3 separate regions of the Mus musculus genome follow, and all the other regions are linked to region 1. The links are chromatin contacts, called in public Micro-C maps. All regions are on one chromosome and are shown on one strand. Each heading gives the region's core, a stretch centred on a gene start, on an enhancer-like site or on the middle of the called end of the contact. The rest is flanking DNA. Distances are from core to core; before and after follow the strand shown.

Region 1 (4,671 bases), core at 1,510-4,009:
CAGTTGAGCTGCTCCTTTGCTTTGTTAGAAGGAAAGACTGACAAGTGTCTGAGATCAAAGTGGTCAATGCCTGAATCAATGGCACTGCCTCCTCCATCTAATTAGGATGGAATCTGAACTTCTAGAGGCTAACTTTTCCTCAAACATGGCCCAAGGGAGGTGGGTGTGCGCTCCTGAGGTCATCACCAAATCTGCTGCCCTCCACAATCCTCCATGAAACTTGGGGTTATCAGCCACTTCACACCCATGCCTGGCTTGGTCCAGTTACTTCTCCCAGTCTCTCTACTTAAAAAGCCTGGTGGGACTCATCTGTCTCTTCTCCCATTATGAGACATCAAGCTCAGGACTTGCTACATCTCCAGCCCCCTTTGTAATTTTTATTTTGAGACACAGTCTCACCAAATTATCCAGGATGACCTTGAACTTGTAATTTCCCTTTCTCAACTTCCCCAGTAAGCTGTATTATGGGCCTGTGTCACCACATCCACCCACCCAGCACTCTTTGGTCTTTCTAAAGCACTTGCTTTGTCATGGGACACTCATGTCCAACCAATGTGCCTTTCCACACAGGGTTTCCTGGCAGCTCCACTAACTCCCACTTGCCTATGGAGGCAGACACAATGATTAGCCCACTTTATAGATGAAGAAACAGAAGCATGGAAAGACTATGAGACCTAGGGCTTGTTGGTTTTAGGTAGAATCCAAAGGTGACTCCCAACACTGATCATCCAAGACTGCAACTCTCATACATTTCAGCGGCATGTCCTCGTGGATAAAACTGACAGCATCTGGGGCCTAAAAATAGCAATCCTTTTGGTATCAGTTCAAATTGAGAGTGCCACACAGGCTCTGTTTGCAAGCCAAGGCTCCCTAGGGCAGAAAGCCCCCTTTTGTGGTACCACTCTGAATCCTGTGGTCAGCCACGGACAGGTGGGGGTTTTGGAGGTGTCTATATGCTGTCCTCCTGAGCTGACAATCTGTTTCTCTATCACCCATGTGGATTCACGCATGAGCCATGAGGTAAATGCCCCCTCTTCCTTCTTGCCAGTCAAACTGAGTGACCCTGGCCCTGAGTCCAAGGGCCTCAAAAGCCGAATCACAGCTTCCAAAGAAAGCAGGGCTGGCCACCACACCCCTGTGATTTAATGAGAAGCTTGTATTACATCACAATGCAACAAAAGTGCATGAGGAGGCTGAGCAAGCTATTGGCTTGGGTCTCCTGAACTCTAGGGAGACCACCCTCCTCACCTCATGTCAAGACTTCCAAATCCTTTCAACATGAGATGGGGGGTGAGGGGTATTCAAATCATAACATCCTGTGAATAGAGCAGGCTTATTACTTCCTGTTGGGCCTAGAAGACAATGCAGGTCTGTCTTGCCTACAGAATGGAAGGTGGTGACTAGCCTGGAAAGCTGAAGCCCCTGATGCTGCTAACCCACAGCCACCTGGGGATTAGCCTAGGGAAAGGAGCGATCTGTGCATATTTGAGCCTAGCCTTCCCAGGTAAGGGTACAGCAAACTGAAGCCCCTGGTGAAACTGCTCAGCTCTGATTCACCCCAGGCTGGGACAGATGGAGGCAGATGCAGAGAGACAGATCCAGGTCACCAGGACTAGGAGGTGTGTAGTGGGTTCTGTAAGTTTGCCCATGTCTGACATAATAATTCCAGGTAGGAAAGACAATATACATGATGGCCCCACAGGAAAAATTCCTTCTGCCTAGTATTCCTACATCTTCATTCCTGTTTAGATAAACAACGTCCTGCCAGTGTATTGCAGCTCAGCCACCTGCCTCACTGCCTTGCCTTGGAGCCTCAGGCTGTATTGGATACCTGAGATCAGTAGTAACCACAGTCTAGGTACAGACATGTGCATTCTTCTAGGCTTTCAGAGTCCCAATCATATGCAACACTGCTCAGAACTCTCTTCCCTAAGTGGCACATGACATTCCTGGTTTCTTCAGTAGGTGAATAATGAGAAAGGTTTGAGTGGAGGATGGCTGCTGTATTGTGATGACACACAGGATGCCAGAGGCAACACTGCTCTGCGGGGCAAGAAAGGGAACCTGTTGTTCAACTGGCTGTGAACTAATGAGGGAAAGGAGGAGGGGATGAAGGGTGACTGACTGCAGCATTTGCTGAGCAGAGAGGGGGGAGGGGAGGGAGGGAAGGAGGGGAGAGGAGAGAGAGAGAGAGAGAGAGAGAGAAAGAGAGAGAGAGAAGGGGAGGGGAGGAGAGAGAGGAGGGGAGGGGAGGAGAGAGAGGAGGGGAGGGGAGGAGAGAGAAAGAGAGAGAGAGAGAGAGAGAGAGAGAGAGAGAGAGAGAGAGAGAGAGAGAGAGATGGGGGTGAGGAAGCTGGTTCTAAATGGGTCTTGGTTCTAATGGGGAGATCAGGAAAGAGTTAAAAGTTAGGAAGAGATAAACTAGACCTCAGCCATGGAATCTGAGCTAGGGGAGAGTTGGGAATGAGGTCACGGTGGACAGGATTGAGGGAGAAGGCCATGGGATGCAGAGCCAGTGTGAATAGAGATTTGCACTGAGCATTCTGGACTGAAGTGGTCTGTGCCTGAGTGTGAAACCTTTCTATTAATCACAGCTCCAGCTGTCTAGCAGTGGTTGCAAGGCCCCTGGCAAAGACCCACCCACCCACTTCCCACTGTCGCTTGCCTGCTGCTGTAGAGGCTTCCTCCTGAAGAGCTCTGGGTCTGGTGAAGCAGGCTGACTCAGACACAGATCACTTCAGTTCAGTATGTTCAGTACAAATAGAAATAAGCAACCTGACCTTGGGATGGGATCTGTGGAAGCTCACAGCAAAGTGCCTCCCTCTCTATGCCTAGAGAGACAAACACTTGTCCTCCTCATCCATGAGGGCAGTCATTGGTCCTAGTACATTCTTGGATTAATCTGCACATTCTGAAAGCTTTGAATTGCTAGGGATAAGCTTGGAGGCAAGTACGCCTTCCTCAGTCACCCCGCTCACCTCCAGCCAGTGCTGGACAAAGCTCTTGGGCTGAACTAATTAGTGTCAACAGGTGGTGGCTGCTCTTGGCATAGCTGAGGAAGTCACTACCCTCAAGTGGATCCTGACCATGGATGGAACAAGAGGACAGTGAGGTCAGCCATGGAAGGCTTAGTGCTATGTGTAAGGCACTACACCCTCTACAGCTTGTGTACATTGAAAGAATTGCTTCTACACACTAAGCCAGCCACGGATGCTTTCCACACACACTCAGCATACTTAGTGCCTATCTTTACTGTTCTTAGTCGACATGTTCAAAGTTTGCATACATGTCTTGGTGTTACTCTTTCATTTTTAAGACTAGATTTGCAGAGAGAGCAGAATCAACCTACAAAGGCTGTTGACCCTAGAGAACCATGAGAGGGAAGGGGGGAGAGTGGGGCCCAGATGCACTTTGTGAAGCCATAGGGTCATAGTCTAAAAGACATGCAACTTGATATGTGGGAAATGATAAACACAAAGTATCCTGGGTTTCAAAGAGTGATTCGTTGTAAGAATAAAGATCAGAAAGCATCTATGTAAGTTTCCCACTGAGAACCCTTCACCATTCACCCAATCAGATAGCACTGACCCAGAGACAGACCTAAGGATTGCCAGCCAGTTAGTATGTAGAACAGTGAACTTAAAAAGAGTCTTTAAAAAGTGTTGGATGTCCTCAGCAATTAGGAAAAGGCAAATTAAAACCCTTCTCGGCTTTTCGATTGTCTCCATCACTGCCTGAGCTCACCAGTATGGAGTATTAAGAATATTCCCAGCAGAGAGAAGAGGCAGAAACAGCCTCCTGCCCTCCTTGGCCACCTATCTGTGCTGTTTTTAAAATAAGAAAGCACGGTTGATGTTCTCCAATGTTCCTGAGCAGGAGTTAAGGTTCATTTCAGGGCAAGCCCAGGTTTGATAGCTTCTCAGGCATACATTCCATTGGAGTGTCGTCTTGCCTGGCTCAGAGTGATGAGCTTGTCCTCAGCAAATACCATCACAACCACCCCCGTTGACACCACCCTTCTCCTGTCCTTTCTGGACATGCATCAGCAGGGTGATGCTCCAGAGCTGAGATACAATCACTGTGAGAAACAGACACAGAGGAAATGGACCTGGCTGAACAAGAAGCTCTGATAAGAGGCTCCGCCCAGAAAGCACTCTTAAATCCCAAGCCGCTCTGCCGGCATCCCTATGTCGCCACCTCTTGAACCATGCTCTTCCCAGAAAATCACATCCCGACAAAATTGAATTCACTTTCTAAAAGCTGGAGAACCTGCCCTGGAGTTCTTCCAAGCACCTTTAAAAGGCTCCTGTAGTCCCAGTCCCTGCCTGTTTCAGCTCTTGGTCTGGAAGGCACCCTGAACACTGGACCAAGGCTCCTGGGAGCCACAGTTTCAGCAGCTGCTGTTTCTCATTTTCCAGATGAGGAAGCCAAGGCCTAGACTTCAATGCCCAGGCCCCCATGGCTGGTGTCATATAGCCCCACAAGTAAAGGCCACTAACTTGGAGATTTTCAATCACCCGTGCTTATATTCCAGAATGCAGGCCCATCTCTTCTAGACCCTGAACTTGGGGCCTCATAACTGCCAGTTGGGTATACCCTGGGGTCTTCTCCCAAGTTCTCAGGGTGCTTAGCAAAATTCTGCCATTGTATCTTAAAACTGTACTGACTGCA
Region 2 (4,671 bases), core at 876-3,375, 190 kb before region 1:
TGAGCTGTAAAGCAGCATTGAGCTTCAGTTTCTGCTTGAATTCCTGCCATGGTTTCTGTCAGTGATGGACTGTGACCTGAAACCTGAAATAAACAGTACAGAAACTCAAACACTTAGTAGTAGTAGTAGTAGTAGTAGTAGTAGTAGTAACAACAGTGAAAGGTCTTATCAACAGATTATACCAAGCAGAGGGAAGAATTTCCAGGGTTTGAAGGCAGAGCTGATAAATTATAACATCAGAAAGTAAAAAGCAAGAACAACAGGCATGAAGAAAGTACATGAAACTTTTAAACCTGGGATGGGACTAAAAGACCAAACTTAGCTATTTGGGGGGCAGAAAAAGGTGCTGAGGCAAAAGTTAAAGGTACCCCCCGAAAAACCCCCCAAACTCTACTAAATGATAGTAATGGAAACTTCTCCAATATTGGGAAAACTCTAGACAATCAGGTATAGGGTACGTTTAGAATTCCAAACAGAGGAGTCCAGAAAAGAACCTCTCTGTACCACATTAGAGTTAAGACTCCAAGTGAACAGCACAAAGATAGAGGATCGCAAGCTGTGTTAGAAAAATATAAAGTCACTTCCAGAGGCAAACCTGTCAGAACAGCAGCAAAGTTCTTAACCAAAACACACCAGCCAGGAGCTCATGAGATGATGTGCTTGCTCCAAGCCCTGAAAGACACCTGGCCATAGTTCTAACTCTACCCAGCAGAGCTGTCTTTTAGAGTTAAAGGAGAAATAAAGACCTTCTAGGATGGACATTAGCTAAAGGAGTTTATGATCACTAACCTGACATTAAAGAAGATATTTAGAGGAATTCTACATGCACAAAAGAGGAAGATAACACAGTAACAAGAGTATAGAAGCAAACAAGTCTTAGCAGAAGTGTAGATAATCGAGTCAGAAAAGAATCAAACGTTAGAAAAACAATAAGATTATGACCCTGGATGTAAATGGTCTTAGTGACTCAAATGAAAAGATGCAGACAGGATGGGTGGCTTTAAAAGCAAGATCCAACTTGCTTCCAGTAAGAACCATACCTCACTCACAAATGCCTAGATACAGAGGGAGAATAATGAAAACGGTGTTCTTGGTACACAGAACATGGAAGTAGACAGGAGTTATGTCTGGAAAAGGAAATTTCAGGCCAAGTAATTTTTCAGCTACTTATCTAACAGAGGATTAATATACACAAAGTGCAAAGATCTCAAGTTCAGCACTGCTGTGTGAGTGAGGTAAGGACCTCTGGCCTTGTAGGACTGGCTGTGTGTGAAACTCTACATAGGAGCTTGTGAATACACAAAACTTCTTTTGATAGAATCTCTAAAATAGAATAGCAAACAGATGAGAAACGACGATAAGAACAACCCCTCCCCAACCCAAAACCAACCAAACAAAAAATAACTAGGCATGGCTAAAACAGAACCAGGTATTGGGAAACTGGGAGAGGGGAGTGAGAGTCAGCTCAGGGGGTAAAGGGTTTGTAGGCAGGGGTGAGGACTCACTGCCCCTATAAAGCCTGGAGGAGTGGCTTGCATCTGTAAACTCAGTGTTCCGTGGTGAGATGAGAGACAGAGATGGAAGAGCTTCTAGAAGCTCACATGCCATTAGGGCTGCTGAAGTAGTGTATTAGGGAACAGCAAGGACCCAGTCTCACATAAAAAATGACTGACAGCCGAGGCGGTTCGGTGCCAAGCACACATGCACCGTGGCGTGGCTATGTCCACCCAAGTGCTACAGGAAGAACCACTGCAAGATGCCCAGGCCGAATAACTGATTCGCAGGCTGAGAATGAACTAAGTCAAGCAATGTTTCAGCAAAACCTTGTGAGCCGTTGGGAAACACTCCTGCCAGCTGGGAAATGGCCAACACCATTAGGTATCTTTGGTTGGTTGATGTGAAACTGATGTAACAAAATGTTCTGTTAAAAAAGAGAACTAAAATCTGAACATCAAAAAAGCCTGGAGACAATCAGCAGAGAAGCGTAAGCAGATAGTTTTCCAACCACACACAAATTGCCAATAAACACACGGAACACAAAGGTCAGCTTTTACAGTTGCCACTGTAATGCCAGTAAAGACCACAGAGAAATTCCAGTCAGCCCCAGTCAGACGGCTTCCATGTAGGCAACTATAGTGGGACTGGGAGTGTCGCTCAGGGTTAGAGCAACTGCCCAGCATACATCAAGCTCTGAGTTCATCCCCAGTGCTTGCCAAAACCACAAAGAACAAATGCTGTAGGATGAGGGAGGTAAGGAACCTTACACAGGCGCGGTAGGAATGTAAATTAGTCTAGCCACTACAGAAGTCAGGTGTGCGGCTTCAAAAAAACCTAAAAATAGAAGTGCCATGTGACCCAGATCCAACTCCTGGCCACATCCCCAAAGGAATCAAAGTCAGCATATAGCAGCGACACCTGCTCGTGTTTATCACTGCTCTGCTCGTGACAGCTCAGGCATGACGTCAGCCCAGACTCCTGTCAGGGAGCGGACGCCAAAAGGAAGTGTGCGCTGCACGCACTGTAAAGAATTACTAAACCACAAAGGAGAAACAAACCGTATCATTGGCAGGAAAATGGATTAAATGTATCATTAATAATGTCAAATAAGTTGGACTTAAGACTAATTTCTCATGGTTTCAAATGTAGGATCTGGGGATGGGGGGAGCATTGGAAGTAGAAGGAGGAACAGGAAGGGACCAAGAAAGTAAGCCGGGAAGAGATTAACCAAAGATCAAGTGAACACTATCATAGTAGTACCACACCCTGATGACCAGGCATGTAAGTCTATAAGCCCATGGGAGCCATTTTTCTTCAAACCACCATGGGTGTCTTCCTCAATCACACTCCCCTTTGGATAATCTCTCATTTAACTTGGAGTTCACTGAGCGGGCTCACTTTCCAGGAATCCTCAAGGGTTCTCCTGCTCCTGTCTCCCTTGCTCTAGAATGACAAATGTAGCAAGGGTATATCCCACCACACCTGAGGTTTTTTTTTTTGTTTGTTTGTTTTTAAATATGGGTTCTGGAATCTAAACCTGGCATTCATGCTTGTATGGCAAACACTATACCAGCTTGTTAGCCTCCTCCTCCTCCAATGACAGTAAATGCCTTGGTACGCCTTGGTGGACATCTTTTGAGGAGAACAGCAAGTAAATAAAGCACAGAAGAGCAGGGCAGTGGCTGGGGTGCTGAGTGGGGCTGGCACACTGGAGAGGCTATCAGAGTGTAACCCGCTTAGGCATTTACCTGTGACCTTAAATGATGGCATGTCTCTGAAGATAGGTGACCTTCCACATTTTCCCCAGCACTACTGTTGTGGGTCTTGGAATCAGCTTTTGAAAACACTATAATCTGCCCTCTGACTCAGTCTAGACATGGCCAATAGGTCTTGAGTATTTGTGTAACTGAGATGTGCCAAAACTCTTGTCCTTCATGGAACATCCCAGTGGGCATGCTTGCTATGCACATAGATCCTGGATCCAGCTATCTGAGCCTGACATCTATTGACTGGGTAATCCTGAGCGTTTTTTACCTTTCTGACCTACAGCTTCCTCATTAGTAACATGGGGGGGGGGGGCAGGAAGTTGTCAATGGTACTTTGTGAATCACATATATCTGATAGTTCTATAGCAGGGAAGAGTATGTTGTGTAAAGTTTACTTAGATTAAGTTTGTGACTAAAAGTCATGCTAGAGAGGGTAAGAACAGATTTCGGTCTGGACTCAAATCTTGTTTTGCTATGTATTAGCTGAATCACTTGGGTCACCCGTATACTGTCCCTGAGCCTCACTTTTTTCCTCTGGAAAATGTAGGTGAAGTGAGAATATATTGGGTTCTTCCTGTCTGAAGCCAAGAGTTCAAGCAGCAAGTGTCAGGTGAGGTGGTGGCTTGACCTTGCCCTCAACTCAGCTACTGCCACTCTCTGCCACAAGATGGTATAAGACTCCCCACCTGCTGCCAATCCATGTCATAGGATGGTATAGGACCCCCCAGCTTCTGCCAATCCCTACCATAGGATGTTAGGCCCTCATTTCCATATCTTAGGAGACACATGCTGGAGATTCTGCCCTCTGACTACTGTAAGGGGTCGCCATCACACCTGTCAGCAGGGCCAAGCTGTGTTCAGGGAAGCCAGGGACAGGGACCATCTTCCAAGTGGACCCCTCTGATGTCCATCCAGTCAAGCTCAGAGCATCCTGGAGTCCTGCTGTTGCTAAATTCCTTGTCAGATCCTGGGGGGAAAGGAGGCCCATAGGGGAGGCTTTAAGGAGGGTTAGACACAGAGCTTGAAGGCAAAGGAGTAGAGTCTGGATAGCCAGAGTCATGGGCTGCATGTGTCCCGTGAGTAAGGTTCGCCAAGCCCTGGCCCTCTTAATTCAGGACGTGACCTTGTTTGCTGACACAGAAGAGTGCCAATGAAAATGCGGGCATGAGCCTCTAATCCAGGCTACCTTTTCTGTGACCCAAACAAGAGAGGATGCGATAGTGTTCCTTGGCCATTCCATGCCTGCTAACACCACAGTTTCTTCCTATGCGTAAATCAGAAGGCACCGTTTAGCAATGGCACACTCCATTACCCAGATGTTTAGCCAAACCTGAGTTTTGCCAAGACTGCACATAGTGTGTGTGTGTGTGTGTGTGTGTGTGTGTGTGAGAGAGAGAGAGAGAGAGAG
Region 3 (4,671 bases), core at 865-3,364, 170 kb after region 1:
GCCTGAGAAAGGAAGACATAAAAAGTGATTTGCCCTCAGACATGGAAATGCTAGGGTGCGAATCTGGATCCGAACCCATACAAGCCTATGGCTACCAAGCGTGAGGCTTCACCGATTCTGGAGTTCCGTTGATACAAGTATGTGCAGAACGCACCTAGAAGCACCACCAAGCAAAAAGTTCAGCCTCTCCCTCCACTTGATCTTGTGCCCTACAGGGCAGGACTCTTTCAGAGGATGGAGACAGACACAAGCTCCAGCTCTCCTTACCTGCGAGCTTGCCCAGGGTCCTGCTGGGCCGGGCCGAGATGGTGACCCTGGGCCCAGGGCAGGGAAGGATGGTGGAAGTGCACGCGGACCCGAGCCCAGTACCAGGGCAGCGGCCAGGATATTCCCAGCCAGCACCCACGTGGCTCGTCCCCCAGCGCCCGTGGGGCCCGTCGCCCCCATCTGGTGGCTACAGACCCCACACAGGCCCCGCAGAGTCGCGGAGCTTCCGGACCCCGGGACCGCCCCCGCCGCGGAGCATGCTCAGTGCGAACCGCCTGGAAAGTTTTCTGGAACGCTGGCATCTGGAGTTTGGAGGCCGCAAGCTGCGTAGGAGGGAGCTGCGCAGCTCCTTCGCTTGCTGTGCCTCACTCCAAATCACCCCCGCTACTCTTCTTCCCCAAGGGTGACAAGGGCCTCTACTAATGCCCACTGACTCTCTAGATCTCAGCCCAGTCTTAGCACTAGGAATTCCCAGAGACGCTGTTTGAACCCGACTCTCCTCAGACCACCTCAGCGAGGTTAAAAAACCTCAGGGAAGCATTAGAAAGGTCACAGAAAAAGGAGCAGGGGGAAGTCTCAGCAGAGTACCCACTGTCTGAATCCGGGCTGGGGATCTTGCTGGACCTGCCCAGCCTCTCCAGCAACAATGAAGCCATCACTTGGCCAATGAGTAAGCTGGGGCAGAAAGCTCCCCCAAGGGGTGTTAGGGCTCCCCTGAGTGCCCAGAGGGAGGAGCTGGGGAAGGGGTAGTCTGCCTTCTGGGCTCTAGAGATGTCCCTTATCCAGGGACAGGGTCTTCTGTGAACGGTCCTGCTGGGCAGCTGCCGGAGAGCCTTGTATCAGCCTCTCCACACCTTCAATGACACATCCCTTTCTTGACCTGACCTGGATAAGACCAGGAGTTTGCAGCCCTTAGTGTCCTTAACTAAACCTCTCACATCAGGTACTGCACCCTTGAGAAGTGCCAGGCATCCTGGAGCAGTGTTAAGGCAGTATTAACAAGTGACTTTAGAGGCAAAACATAAGCAGCGTTGATTTTTAATGGATCCTTTCCCTCACCCCACCCTCCACCCTTTTGAGATGAGTCAGGTGATCTGCCTTTGCCTCCTGAATAGCCTGAGTGACCGGGAGATAACAGCTGTACGCCACTACCTGACCTTGTGCGTTTTTTAAAGTCAGGCCTGAGCATCCAACCAACACTACGTTGCAGCATGAAGCTATTGCCAGGAAGATGTTCCAGTTCCCAGGGATACCCCGAGGACAGGAAGGTCCTCTTAACAGGTGTGTGACCTGAAGCCACAGGTGTGAGCAGACAGACATTGCCATCTTCTTCTGAGCTGTCAGATCTTGAATGAGACACTTCCCCTGACAGTTTCTTTGAAGAGGCTGAAGTACTGGCTCCCAATCTGCCCACGTGGAACCATGAAGGATAAAATGAAGAGACGTCAGGATTCTAGAGGGGCCCGAATGTAACATTCGCTCATAAAGAAGAATTTTTCTCGGGGAGAAAGCAGGGTTAAAAGAAGTGTTCAATCAGTTGGGTGCGGAGCATCCCGGAGGGAAGAACGACTTGCCCCAGGAGCGGCGCGGGAATCGGATTGGACAGGCTACAGCAACCTTGAGGTGCTGCTGGAGTTAATCTGGCCGCCAGCTCAGGACTCAGGGCAACCTGAACGCTCAGTGATCACAAAAGAGTAGCTTGCTCCGGAGACTGGGAGGAGGGGTGCTCCTTTGCTCTTGCATGTGGGGTCCTCGGGCTGAAAGGCGCGCCCCGGCTGCGCATGCTCAGTGCACTGTAGGGATGGCCCGGAAAGGCTGAAAGTTTGGGGCGGCGGGTCCAAGCTCCTCCCTCGGCTCGGGTGCAGCGGGAAAGGGTACAGAGGCGCGGACCTGGCCGGCGGCGGGATGCAGCGGGTCACCCGCCTGAGCCCTCCATGACCTGCACTAAAGATGCGCGGCTGCAGCTGGGCCGGGAAGCCCTGCAGGCGGCGCCGACGCTGCTGGTCCCCGCGGTGCTACTGGGTGGCGTTCTCGGCCTAGGCCTTGGCTTGTGGCTTGGCTGTCGCGCGAGCCACTTGCGCGCACGGCTCCAGGTGGGTTCCAGCGCAGCCGGGAGGATCGAGCGCCCTCCTCTTCTTCCCGCGGAGTCCTGGGCTGCATTCCCTGAACCCCCAGCTTTGCGTCTCCTGACTGCGATTGCGATTGCGTGCAACCTCTTGCTCCAGGAGCATCAGGGCTTTCTGAGGAAGGAGGAGGAGGGATAGAGTGAGTAGCCAGAGAGCATTGGCCCGGGGACCACAGAAAGATAGTCGCCCAAAAGCCCTTCTATGCCACAGTGCCCACTGGTTTAGTTAGAAGATTGGACATGATCTCAGCAATTACGCCCCAGATCAGTATGGGGACAGAGAAAGATTAGTGTGTGCACCCAAATGCCCACTCCCTCTTTCTTGCTTTGGAGCTGCCAGACAACATCCTCTGGGAGTGGGCTAAGGACTTTCTGTCAGATGAAACTGGCCCGGGGCCTTGAATGCACAACGGTGAGCAGGATAGATATTTCCAGTTAGCATTTGGATAGAACCCAACAAGGTGGGTGCTGTGATGGAGTAGAAAGAGACTAGAGTTTCTTGAGAGATGTCTGTTCCAGGCACTGAGCCTGGCTCTCCGCCCTAGGCTCTGTCTGCCCTAGGCTCTGAACTCTCCAAACAGCTTTTGAATCAACTCCATGTGTGGCCCATTTTACAGATGCTGAAAGTGAGGCAAAGGGTTAAGCAGCCTAGCAACACAACAAGCATATGCGGGGCGGGGCGTTGGGGGGTGTAAGTAATGCGCTAACTGGCAACTATGTAAATGACTTGGGATGTTCAGGGACACTCCTGGCACAGAGGAGCAGACATCTGATCAATTGTAGAAAGACCCATTGGGAACTCTGGCTTCAGGCAGTTCTGACTTCTTCCAGGTTTCCTCTGTTGTGCAGGGGAATTGGCTTTCTCCAGCTAGAAACCTGTCTGGTTGAGGATTACTTTTCTTGGTCTCTCACTTCGTTCAAGAACTCACACATGTCTGGATTGACTTGGCCAATCCTTCTTTCTCTCCGTTATCAAGCCTCTTCATGGACAACCCTTTGTGCTAGTCAGATACGAGAGCAGTCCTGAACTCTTGGATAGAAAGAGAGAGAGAGAGAGAGAGAGAGAGAGAGAGAGAGAGAGAGTGTGTGTGTGTGTGTGTTCTGGAAGACTTTCTTCAGTTTTATTCTTATGAGAATACACATTCTATGTTTTCATGTTCAAGAGTTCTTTTCCCCCAAGTCCTCCGTTTTGATCCTAAACTGCCAGTTTGTGAGTAGACTCTCTCTCTCCTCTCTGAGGACACTGTAATTGGCTGTTGTCTTGTGTCTCCTCAGCCCTCTGCAGCTTGTTTGGGGGTTTTTCCCTTCTTGTTAGAGTTTGTCCTTAAATCACTTGTGACCCTTGACCTCCTGGCCACTTCTAAGTGTGGAAGTAGAAATTGCTTCTGACCCTGGGTGTATTATTATTCCCTAACACAGCCAGCAATTGCTAAACGAAGCATCCCGGAATTTTGGGCTATAGCATCTGTCCTTTCTGCCCAGAGACCCACCCTGGTCCAGGCACATGGGCTTCCTGAACATCTGACATGGCCAGGCCTGTCTGTGTCTGCATCAAGCTCTTTCCAATTGCTCTCACATCCGTCTCCTGGGACCTCAGAGGCTTGCTCCCTCCTTTAAGTTTGTTCTCAAACAAACTTTGTCTAAGAAGCTTCTCGTCAGTGTCAGGAACAAGGCTGGGTACCCTTCTGATGCTGAATCATAACCCTGACTAATTAAGTGCACAACAAGTTCATCAAGGCACAACTGCAATTCTCTCTGTGTATGTGTGTGTGTGTGTCTGTCTGTCACTGGCTCTGTCTCTCTGTCTCTCTGTGTGTGTCTGTCTCTCTGTCTCTCTCTCGCTCTCTGTCTCTGTCTCTCTCTCTCTCTGTCTCTCTCTCTCTCTGTGTGTGTGTGTGTGTGTGTGTGTGTGTGTGCGTGCGTGTGTGTCAGGGAGCACGTTTTTGAGCACGCACCTCTAACACAGCATACTTGTGGAGATCTGAAGACATTCCCCTCAAATCAGTTCTCCCCTCCCACCACGTGGGTTCAGAAGACAGTCCTTCAGTCAGAAACCTCAGTAACAGCTGCCTTTACACTGAACCATCCTGCTGGCTCCTATGTGGGTGTGTGTGCATGCATGTTCATGTGTATGTAAGTGCAGGTATGCATCCAGACGCCTGTTTGCATGTGTGTGCTCATGTCACGGGCAGAGGTCAACCTTGGTACCATTCCTTAGACACTGCTCACCTTTTGGAGACAGAGTCTCTCACTGGGCTAGGTGAGCAGGCTAGGCTGTC

The links. Hi-C and Micro-C count contacts between places; a contact is called where the count stands out from the background.
Region 2: a Micro-C map of muscle stem cells shows a contact between it and region 1, with 5 times the contacts expected there. The contact joins two enhancer-like sites. A contact is called at or near these places in 3 of 484 Hi-C or Micro-C datasets (muscle stem cells, myocytes and nephron progenitors), 5 of 115 datasets of contacts at active chromatin or transcription factors (SST interneurons, differentiating embryonic stem cells, embryonic forebrain and 2 more) and 1 of 9 other capture datasets (pancreatic islet).
Region 3: a Micro-C map of muscle stem cells shows a contact between it and region 1, with 4 times the contacts expected there. The contact joins the promoter of Evc here to the enhancer-like site in region 1. A contact is called at or near these places in 1 of 39 promoter capture datasets (hippocampal neurons), 2 of 484 Hi-C or Micro-C datasets (cortical neurons and muscle stem cells) and 1 of 9 other capture datasets (liver).

The regions. Positions count from the first base shown.
Region 1 is chr5:37,509,884-37,514,554 of GRCm38.p6, reverse strand. All of the region lies in intron 4 of Stk32b (serine/threonine kinase 32B), which reads left to right. Among named protein-coding and RNA genes, the nearest start is that of Evc2, 170 kb to the right of the region's middle. Within about 2 kb of position 2,759, at least 11 of the 459 cell types and tissues checked have an H3K27ac peak or open chromatin away from gene starts, as enhancers often do. A contact at or near this core is called in muscle stem cells, where this site is marked.
Region 2 is chr5:37,697,700-37,702,370 of GRCm38.p6, reverse strand. The region is part of intron 1 of Stk32b (serine/threonine kinase 32B); the gene reads left to right. Among named protein-coding and RNA genes, the nearest start is that of Stk32b, 17 kb to the left of the region's middle. Within about 2 kb of position 2,125, at least 15 of the 459 cell types and tissues checked have an H3K27ac peak or open chromatin away from gene starts, as enhancers often do. A contact at or near this core is called in muscle stem cells, where this site is marked.
Region 3 is chr5:37,334,324-37,338,994 of GRCm38.p6, reverse strand. It overlaps Evc (EvC ciliary complex subunit 1), which reads left to right and starts at 2,114. Exons shown (of 21, transcript NM_021292.2): 1 at 2,114-2,360. The coding sequence starts at 2,202. It overlaps Evc2 (EvC ciliary complex subunit 2), which reads right to left and starts at 517. Exons shown (of 20, transcript NM_145920.3): 1 at 268-517. The coding sequence starts at 447.